Linked DNA regions of Pan troglodytes: region 1 is linked to region 2. A link is a contact called in public HiChIP or PLAC-seq data. All regions are on one chromosome and are shown on one strand. Each heading gives the region's core, a stretch centred on a gene start, on an enhancer-like site or on the middle of the called end of the contact. The rest is flanking DNA. Distances are from core to core; before and after follow the strand shown.

Region 1 (4,512 bases), core at 495-2,994, 81 kb before region 2:
CATGCAAAGGACAGAGCAGTAAAACACATCAGAATTATCTAGTGTTCGTGGATAGAAAAATAATGAGGATTGGTGAGGCCAGAGGCTGGCTGGGGCGTCTTCCGGTGCCTTTTACATGTTTTTTGCAGCACTAGAGAGCCATTGAAGAGTTTTAAATAGGGAAGGTGCATGACCAGATGTATTTAGACAGATCATTCTGACTGCAATGTTTAAGAGTTTAAGATATGTTTGAAGAGCCAAGATCTGTTAGGAGGATACTGCAACAAATAAAGAGGGCGTGAACTAGAGCAACCATGGCAGATGGAAAGGAGAGTGGATTCAAGAATGGAAAAATCAGCCAGTCTCTGTGGTTCACGCCTGTCCTCCCAGCACTTTGGGAGGCCAAGACAGGAGGATCACTTGAGCCCAGGAGTTGGGACCAACCTGGGCAGCACAGTAAGACCCATCTCTATAAAAATAAAAAAAATAAAAAAAATAAAAAACGGAAAAATCAGCTGGACTTGATGGTTGACTAGTAAAGGAAGTCAAGAATTGCTCCCAAGTTTCTGGTTTGGGTGAAGAGTAATTCCATTAGGGGAGGAGAATGTTAGAAAGAAACCAGTCCGGGGTGGGGGGAAGATGAGGCATTCTACTGTGGCAATTTTGACTCTGATATTAATGCCTGACAGATTCCAGCTGGAGGTCTGGGCTGGAGAATATAAATTTGATATGTGTGTTTAGAGAATCGGATGGAGGCAGGAGGAACATCATTTGGCAGAGGGTGTTGCTAATGTAGATGATAAGGAATAAGAGCTTTGGAGCGGAAATGGATCTTGGTAGCAACAATACAGAATCTTCTGTCATCCATCATATTGTAAATCTGGAAACCTCGTGAAGTTGGGATCCTAACAAGAGGAGTACACACCTTGATTTAAGGATGGTGGCCTAAGACAGGTGAGTTTTCCATGGGGGGCCTTGTCCCCAAAGAGTTCACACTAGGAGTAGATTCACCCGTTGTCGGGCTCTCATGGGTGACAATCGGCGCAGGTTCTCCTCACCTGATCCGCAAAATAGATCTTCTGCTTGCCGTACATCTTCTCTTTGATCTTGCCTTGTTGCGCCAGCTGCTCCAGCGTCTTCACCACCACCTGGCAGAGGAGAGAGGAGCAATCAGAGGAGTCTGAGCCTGGGTCTGGGGAAATCCAGCCAGTGATGTGGAAAACGCCCAAGGCTCCAAAGGGCACGACCCCAGCCTGAATCCAGGGAGTCCGACGGAGAGGGAATCCCGGGAGAAGGTCCTCACCGCCTTGCCCAATCCGTGTTCCCGCTGTAGGTTCCCGAACACATCCTGGGAGCTGTAGGGCCGGTTCTGCTCCTGCAGGTACCTCAGGAGGATCCCGGCGGCTACGGAGAGAAAGGCAGGGGAGGGGGCCACTCAACCGACCTCCTCACCCACTGCCCTCCCGGGTCTTCCCCGCGCCCACGCCGCCGTTACCTCCCGCCGCAGCTTCTGCCCGGCCTTTACTCATCGCCTTTCCCGCCACCCAACTCAGAAAGCCGGACGTTGTAGTTGCTCGGGGCGACGGCTCCTTCCGGCGACGGGGGCGGGCCTCGAACGGTGATTGGCTGAAGGGGAAGCCTTCCGGAGGGGCAAAGCGACCCCTCCCGGACTCCATAGTTCATTTCAGGTCGGAACTTGCGCATCCGGGCCGGACCTCAAGCCATGGGCCTCTGCGAAGGCGCCGGCGTGCCCACGGCTAAGAAACTTCCTCTTTCTGCTCCCGGGAACGAAGGCTGTAGCAGAGAAGGCCTTCAAGTTTCGAGACCCAGTTCCAGCCGCAGCTGAGCGCTGGTGACCTTGAGTTAGGTCTAATGTTGGGACTGGAAGACGCTTCAGACATCCGCTGCCGCCCTGGGCAAGCGACCAGCTCAAGGTTACCCCACAGGGACGTGCTCTGGTCCCACGGTCCAGTGCTCTTTTGTCGGTTAGTTTTGTCATTTGTAAAATAGGAACAGTAGATAGTAGTAGGAAAGTGGTTGTGAAAACAATAGAAAGCTAAGCGCCTTGGTCGGGCGCAGTGGCATGTCACCCCTGCAATCCTATCACTTTGGGAGGCTGAGGCGGGCGGATCGTTTGAGCCCAGGAATTCGATACCAGTCTGGGCAACATGAAACCCCATCTCTGCAAATAAAGTACAAAAAATTAAACGTGGTGGCGCGCTTCTGTGGTCCCAGCTACTCTGGAGGCTGAGGTGGGAGGGTCACCAGAGCCCCGGACATCGAGGCTGCAGTGAGCCACTATGAGCGCGCCACTGCACCCCATCCTGGCGACAGAGCGAGACGCAGTCTCGAACAACAACAAAAAAAAAGTGGGAAGGGGGGACAGCTAAGCGCCTTGGAGAGCAACCACCCTTATTTGCCTAATACCGAGGTTCGCACCCAGGGGGCACTCGACACCTACTGTAGTTTGGACGCCAAGGAACGATAGGGTTAGGAGGGGGCTACTGTTCAACCACAAAGCTTGTGGAAAAGTTTGTTAGCCCAGACAATCTCAGGGCAACACCTGGCAGGTGCTTTCCACCCCTGACCACAGTGGCCAATGGGACAGAGCCTGAAATAAATATTTCTAGTTTCTGAGGTGAGCTGAAGGCCAAAGAGCAGCTGTCCCTGCAGCTCAAACCATCCAGTGGAGTAAGGTGCTACTTTTTAAAGCCTTCTGCTACCTACAACCTCCTTAGCCTTTAAAACATGTGCTTGTCTCTGCACGTTTAGGAGACAATATTAAGAATTAGAAATGAAAGGGCCGAGCGCGGTGGCTCACGCCTGCAATCCCAGCACTTTGGGAGGCCAAGGCGGGCGGATCACGAGGTCAGGAGATCGAGACCATCCTGGCTAACACTGTGAAAACCCCATCTCTACTAAAAATACAAAAAATTAGCCAGGCGTAGTGGCGGGCGCCTGTAGTCCCAGCTACTCGGGAGGCTGAGGCAGGAGAATGGCGTGAACCCGGGAGGCGGAGCTTGCAGTGAGAGATCGCACCACTGCACTCCAGCCTGGGCGACAGACCAAGACTCCGTCTCAGAAAAAAAAAAAAAGAAATTAGAAATGAAGGAAATACAGGCTAAGTACTAGCCAAGAGTGCCAGTTATACTGATGGTGGGGCTCTCACAAGAAGGAAAGTAGCCTCATACTATGGTGATGTTCTGGCCATCACGAAGTAAAAATAGGGGTGGGCTGGTGGGTCCCTCATACCTGGGCTTCCTCTTTTAAGGCTATCACTTCAAATTAATCAGAACTCAGATTTACAAGAGAAGACCTATCAAGGGTAGGACACCATTCAGCATCAGTCTCTTAAAGATTGTTCTCATACAAGATTTATTCCCCAGCACACCCCTCCCCTCCTCAGTTCACAGTGGAGACTATGGAGATTCAGGGCAGGATCCCTCAGGTACAAGAAACACCTTCCGAAGACTTTGCTCTCCTTCCTTCCCTCCCTCTTGCCAACTCCCAAGGCCTGAAGCGCACACTCATGCAAACACACGAAATCCCCCTCCTTCCCCACACCTCCTGTCTTTCCACATCACAGCTCTGAACTTGAGAAGAGAGGTGTCAAAAGTCTGTTTGAGAAGCCTAAAGTGGGGAGATGCCATTACCCCTGACCACCCCACTATGAGTGACTATGAGACACCTAACTCTTCCCTCTTCTGTCAACCATTTTCACTCCCTGGCCTCTGTACCTTCTCCATCAACCAAGAGCAAACATGTCAGCACACCCCCACCTGCAGTACATGAAAACAGGCTCTGTCCAACATCCCTCACCCAAGTACAGGGGTGTTGGGGGAGTGGCCCCTGAGGATCAGCAAAGGGTTAATGCAGAAGGAAAGAGGACAGAAGCGTTTGGCTTGAGCTCTGATTGGGGAGGCAGAGGCTATAGACTGGCACAGGTTTAGAATCAAGTACCATGTTTAGGTTTCTGTCTCACATCACATGATTTTACTAGGGGCTGCAGAACAGATACCCCTCAGAGGGGTCTCTGCTGATTACAGCCACATTCTTACTATTGGCTCATCCTTAAAGGAGGCCCCACCAAGTTGGGAAGCAGTTGAAAATAAAAGCTGTAAAGGAGCTGAACAGGAAGTAAGAATAGGTGGTGCAAGAGATTATGGCCCTTGGGATGAATGACATGGAGCCATTTGTAAAGTGCGACTGTATCATCCCCCATGAATTACTGCTTCTCCAAAGGAGGAGCAGAGGAAGGAACAGGAACATAGAAATGAGTATGGTATTGCTTTGCTCACTGCTGAGGCTGATGGCCAGATGGACCCAGGGGTTATCAGAAACCGAAGATTAACTACACAGCTCCAGAAGACTCAGACCTCAAAATACAGAGGTGCTCACTAATCCTCCCAGCCAGCTGATCCCCCTGGGCCAAGGTAATGTAGAAGAGGCCCATCCCCACATCATATTCACATTTTTAAAATTTCACAAGCAATACTTTGGACCACTGGGGTTCAGGCCCCAAGAAATGATGGG
Region 2 (4,180 bases), core at 1,513-4,012:
AAATACAAAAGTTAGCCGGGCGTGGTGGCTCATGCCTGTAATCCCAGCTACTCAAGAGGCCAAGGCAAGAGAATCACTTGAACCCGGGAAGTGGAGGTTGCAGTGAGCCAAAATCATGCCAGTGCACTCCAGCCTGGGCAACAGAAAGAGACTCTGTCTCAAAAAAAAAAATTAGCTGGCATGGTGGCATGTGCCTGTGGTCCCAGTTACTCAGGAGGCTGAGGTGGAAGGATCGCTTGAGCCCAGGATTCCAAGGCTGCATAAAAAGTCTCAGAGGCTGGGTGCGGTGGCTTAGGCCTGTAATCCCAACATTTGGAAGGGATCACAAGGTCAGGAGTTTGAGACCAGCCTGGCCAACATGATGAAACCCTGTCTCTACTAAAAATACAAAAATTAGCAGGGTATGGTGGAGCGTGCCTATAATCCCAGGTACTTGGGAGGCTGAAGCAGGAGAATTGCTTGAACCTGGGAGGCAGAGGTTGCACTGAGCTGAGATTAAGCCATTGCACTCCAGCCTGGGCTACAGAGTGCGACTACATCTCAAAAAAAAAAAAAAAAAAAAAAAAAAGGCTGGGTGTGGTGGCTCATGCCTGTAATCCCACAGCACTTTGGGAGGCCAAGGCAGGTGGATCACATGAGGTCGACCAACATGGAGAAACCCCGTCTCTACTAAAAATACAAAATTAGCTGGGCGTGATGGTGCATGCCTGTAATCCTAGCTACTTGGGAAGCTGAGGCAGGAGAATCGCTTGAACCCGGGAGGTGGAGCTTGCGGTGAGTTGAGATCGAGCCATTGCACTCCAGCCTGGGCAACAAGAGCAAAACTCCATCTAAAAAAAAAAAAAAAAAAAAAAAAGATTGTAACCTGGCTACCTGGCTGAGCATAGTGGCTCATGCCTGTAACCCAGCACTTTGGGAGGCTGAGGCAGGTGGATTACCTGAGCTCAGGGGTTCGAGACCAGTCTGGGCAACATGACAAAACCCCTGTCTCTACTGAAAATACAAAAAAATTAGCCGGGTGTGGTGGTGCACACCTGTAATCTCAGCTACTAGGGAGGCTGAGCCAGGAGAATCGCTTGAACCTGAGAGAGGCAGAGGTTGTAGTGAGCCGAGATCATGCCACTGCACTCCAACCTGGGCAACAGAGTGAGACTTTGTCTCAAAAAAAAAAAAAAAAAATCTTAAGTGGCATTTACAGTGTTTGTGATTCTAGATCAGGCTACGTTTCATTCCATAAAATAAATAGAATGAGTGTTCAGATGAGTCAAGCACAGGTTAGTTTTTATGGACAAAAAAGGGTAGAGAAAAATAGAAACAGAAGGAAAAAAAGCAGATTGGTCCTTTCAAAGTTACTTTTCTTGTAAAAGGACTTCCGTATCATGCCGGCTAACACTGGCTTGTTTGGGGTTTTGGCTCTTCCTTCCCTCTCCTGATTCCTCTGAAGGTTTGATAAACAACTTAGTGTTGCTTAGTGACATGGAACTTTAGCGTGAGTGACTCCATTTTGGTTTGGTCTGTTGAGCCAAGCACAGGAGCTCAGTGCAAATCAATGGCCTCCTATAAAATTTATTTAACTGAACCCTTGTGCATTGCTGGTGGGAATTTAAAATGGTGCAGCTACCATGGAAAATCATATGGCGATTCCTCAGAACATTAAACACAATTACCATATGATCCAGCAATTCTACCTCTGGGTGTATATCCAAAATAATTGAAAGCAGGGACTCGAACAGATATTTGTACACTCACATTCAAAGCAGCAACATTCACAATAGCCAAAGGGTGGAAGCAACCCAAATGTCCATGGAGGGATGAATGGTTATGCAAAATGTGGTACATCTATACAATGGAATATTATTCAGTTGTAAAAAGGAAGGAAATTCTGACACATGCTACGAAATGGAAGGATCTTGAAGATATTATGTTAAGTGAAAGAAGCCAGACCCAAAAAGACAAATATTGTATAATTCCACTCATATCAGGTGCCTAGAGTAGTCAAGGGGAAGTTACTGTTTAATCGCGATAGAGTTTCAGTTTGGGAAGATGAGAAAGTTCTAGAAAAGAATGGTGGTGGTGGTTACAGAACAATGTGAGTGTACTTGGTGCCACAGAACTGTATGCAGTACTTACAAATGGTTACAATGGTAAATTTAGGCCAGGAGTGGTGGCTCATGCCTGTAATCCCAGCATTTTGGGAGGCCAAGGCAGGAGGATTGATTGAGGCCAGTAGTTTAAGACCATCTTGGGCAACACGGTGAGATCCCCATCTCTACAAAAATACATTTTAAAAATTTAAAAATTAGCTGGGCGTGGTAGCACACGCCTGTAGTCCCAGCTACTCGGGAGACTGAAGTGGGAGGATCACTTAAGCCAGAAGTTCAAGGCTACAGTGAGCTATGATCGCGCCACTGCACTCCAGCCTGGGCGACAGAGCGAGACCCTTCTAAAAAATAAAAAGGTAACATACATGTGTATGTACTGTAACACCATTAAAAAATAGAAATTTAAACGAAGAAAAGTTGGCTTCTAGCCCTTTGATCTAGCAAAGCTGACAGTGTCCTCACCTACCAATATAGGTAGATGACTCCTTACACGTGGACAAGCACATCCACCTGGCCGCTTCTCCCCTTTCCTCCCCTCCCCCGTTCCTTTCCTCCCCAACACATCCAGGTTCCGACTCTGCCACCCCCAACGAGTCTCACTGCGCAGGCGCCGAGCGGTGGGCAGGAGCGGGCGTGGCCTGACTCTGCGCCTGTGCGGAATTCCAGCTGCGACTGCTGAGGGAGAAAATGATGCCCAGGTTGGGCTCCCCGGCCCACCGGCCGAGGAGAGGCCTTCGCTGCACACGCGCAGACCGAGCATCCGCGTCAAGAGGCGAAGAGAGCGCGCGCTCCCCACGTCCTGCGCGCCTGGCTGCCAGGCATTCGTCTCAGCCGTGACTCTCGCCAGGCCGGGGCTGGCGCGCCCACGTCTGAAGAGCGATGCCCCGGGAGATCATCACCCTGCAGCTGGGCCAGTGCGGCAACCAGAGTGAGCAAGCGAGCGCCGGCCCCGCCGGTCTCTGGTTCTGCCCCTTCGGGTCCCACCCAAGTGCCTGGCTTCCACCAGTCCCCCTTTCCCTTCCATGAACCCCCTGCCCTGCTGCTCTGGATAACCCAGACCGAGAGCTGCGCCTCCAGCCCGGGGCTGGGGCAGCTACCAAACCCAGGCATCTTGGGTCCACCCTCTGATCGTGTCAGCCTCTGAGACTAAAACTGGGCTCCTCAGGCCTTAAGGCTCCAGCAGACCCGGGCATCTCCCCCCTCCCCCAGTTGGGTTCGAGTTCTGGAAACAGCTGTGCGCCGAGCATGGTATCAGCCCCGAGGGCATCGTGGAGGAGTTCGCCACCGAGGGCACTGACCGCAAGGACGTCTTTTTCTACCAGGTGCCCCCAGCGACTTGGCCGGGGGCGGCAGTGGCCCAAGGGGGCGGAAGGGAAGGGAGTGGCCTGGTACTGGGAACCCCGCTGGGCAGTAGGGCCAGGCGGCTGGCTTGAGGAGGGAGGGCCGGAGGGAGCCAGAGTTGGGAGGACTTCGGACTTGGGCCGCCCTAGCTGATTGGGCCCCCTCCTGGACTCCCCTTGACAGGCAGACGATGAGCACTACATCCCCCGGGCTGTGCTGCTGGACTTGGAACCCCGGGTGATCCACTCCATCCTCAACTCCCCCTATGCCAAGCTCTACAACCCAGAGAACATCTACCTGTCGGAACATGGAGGAGGAGCTGGCAACAACTGGGCCAGCGGATTCTCCCAGGTGTCCAGGCGACCATTCCAGAGACCTTTGATATTCCCATCCAGAGGCAAGGCAGGCTCAAGCTACTAGGAATTTGACCGGACTGACAGAAAATAAGAGACAAAAGGATGCCCCGAACAAGAGGGACAGCCAGGGAGAGGTTTATGCAAATTTTGTGCAAATCATTTGCAATAGTAGCACTTCTGGGTTGAGGGCTACAGCCTAGGCTCTGCTTCAGGGTGGCAACAATATTCCAGGGTAGACAGAATTCTTGGTGCTGTGCTGAGAAAAGATGCTCTCTGGAACCTTTGGCCTGACCCTCCCTTTCCATATCTCTATACAGGGTGAGAAAATTCATGAAGACATCTTTGACATCATAGACCGAGAAGCAGATGGAAGTGACAGTT

What was found. HiChIP or PLAC-seq counts read pairs in DNA pulled down with a chosen protein or histone mark.
Region 1: an H3K4me3 HiChIP or PLAC-seq map of stem cell-derived excitatory neurons shows a contact between it and region 2, with 4 times the contacts expected there. The contact joins the promoter of PSMC3IP here to the promoter of TUBG2 in region 2. A contact is called at or near these places in 1 of 7 Hi-C or Micro-C datasets (a lymphoblastoid cell line) and 1 of 1 datasets of contacts at active chromatin or transcription factors (stem cell-derived excitatory neurons).

Annotation. Positions count from the first base shown.
Region 1 is chr19:25,563,594-25,568,105 of NHGRI_mPanTro3-v2.0_pri, reverse strand. PSMC3IP (PSMC3 interacting protein) reads right to left here and starts at 1,744. Exons shown (of 8, transcript XM_001164255.8): 1 at 1,475-1,744; 2 at 1,283-1,383; 3 at 1,038-1,127. The coding sequence starts at 1,655. It overlaps RETREG3 (reticulophagy regulator family member 3), which reads right to left. Exons shown (of 9, transcript XM_001162621.7): 9 at 3,338-4,512.
Region 2 is chr19:25,483,970-25,488,149 of NHGRI_mPanTro3-v2.0_pri, reverse strand. It overlaps TUBG2 (tubulin gamma 2), which reads left to right and starts at 2,762. Exons shown (of 12, transcript NM_001280297.1): 1 at 2,762-3,030; 2 at 3,312-3,424; 3 at 3,627-3,794; 4 at 4,117-4,180. The coding sequence starts at 2,982.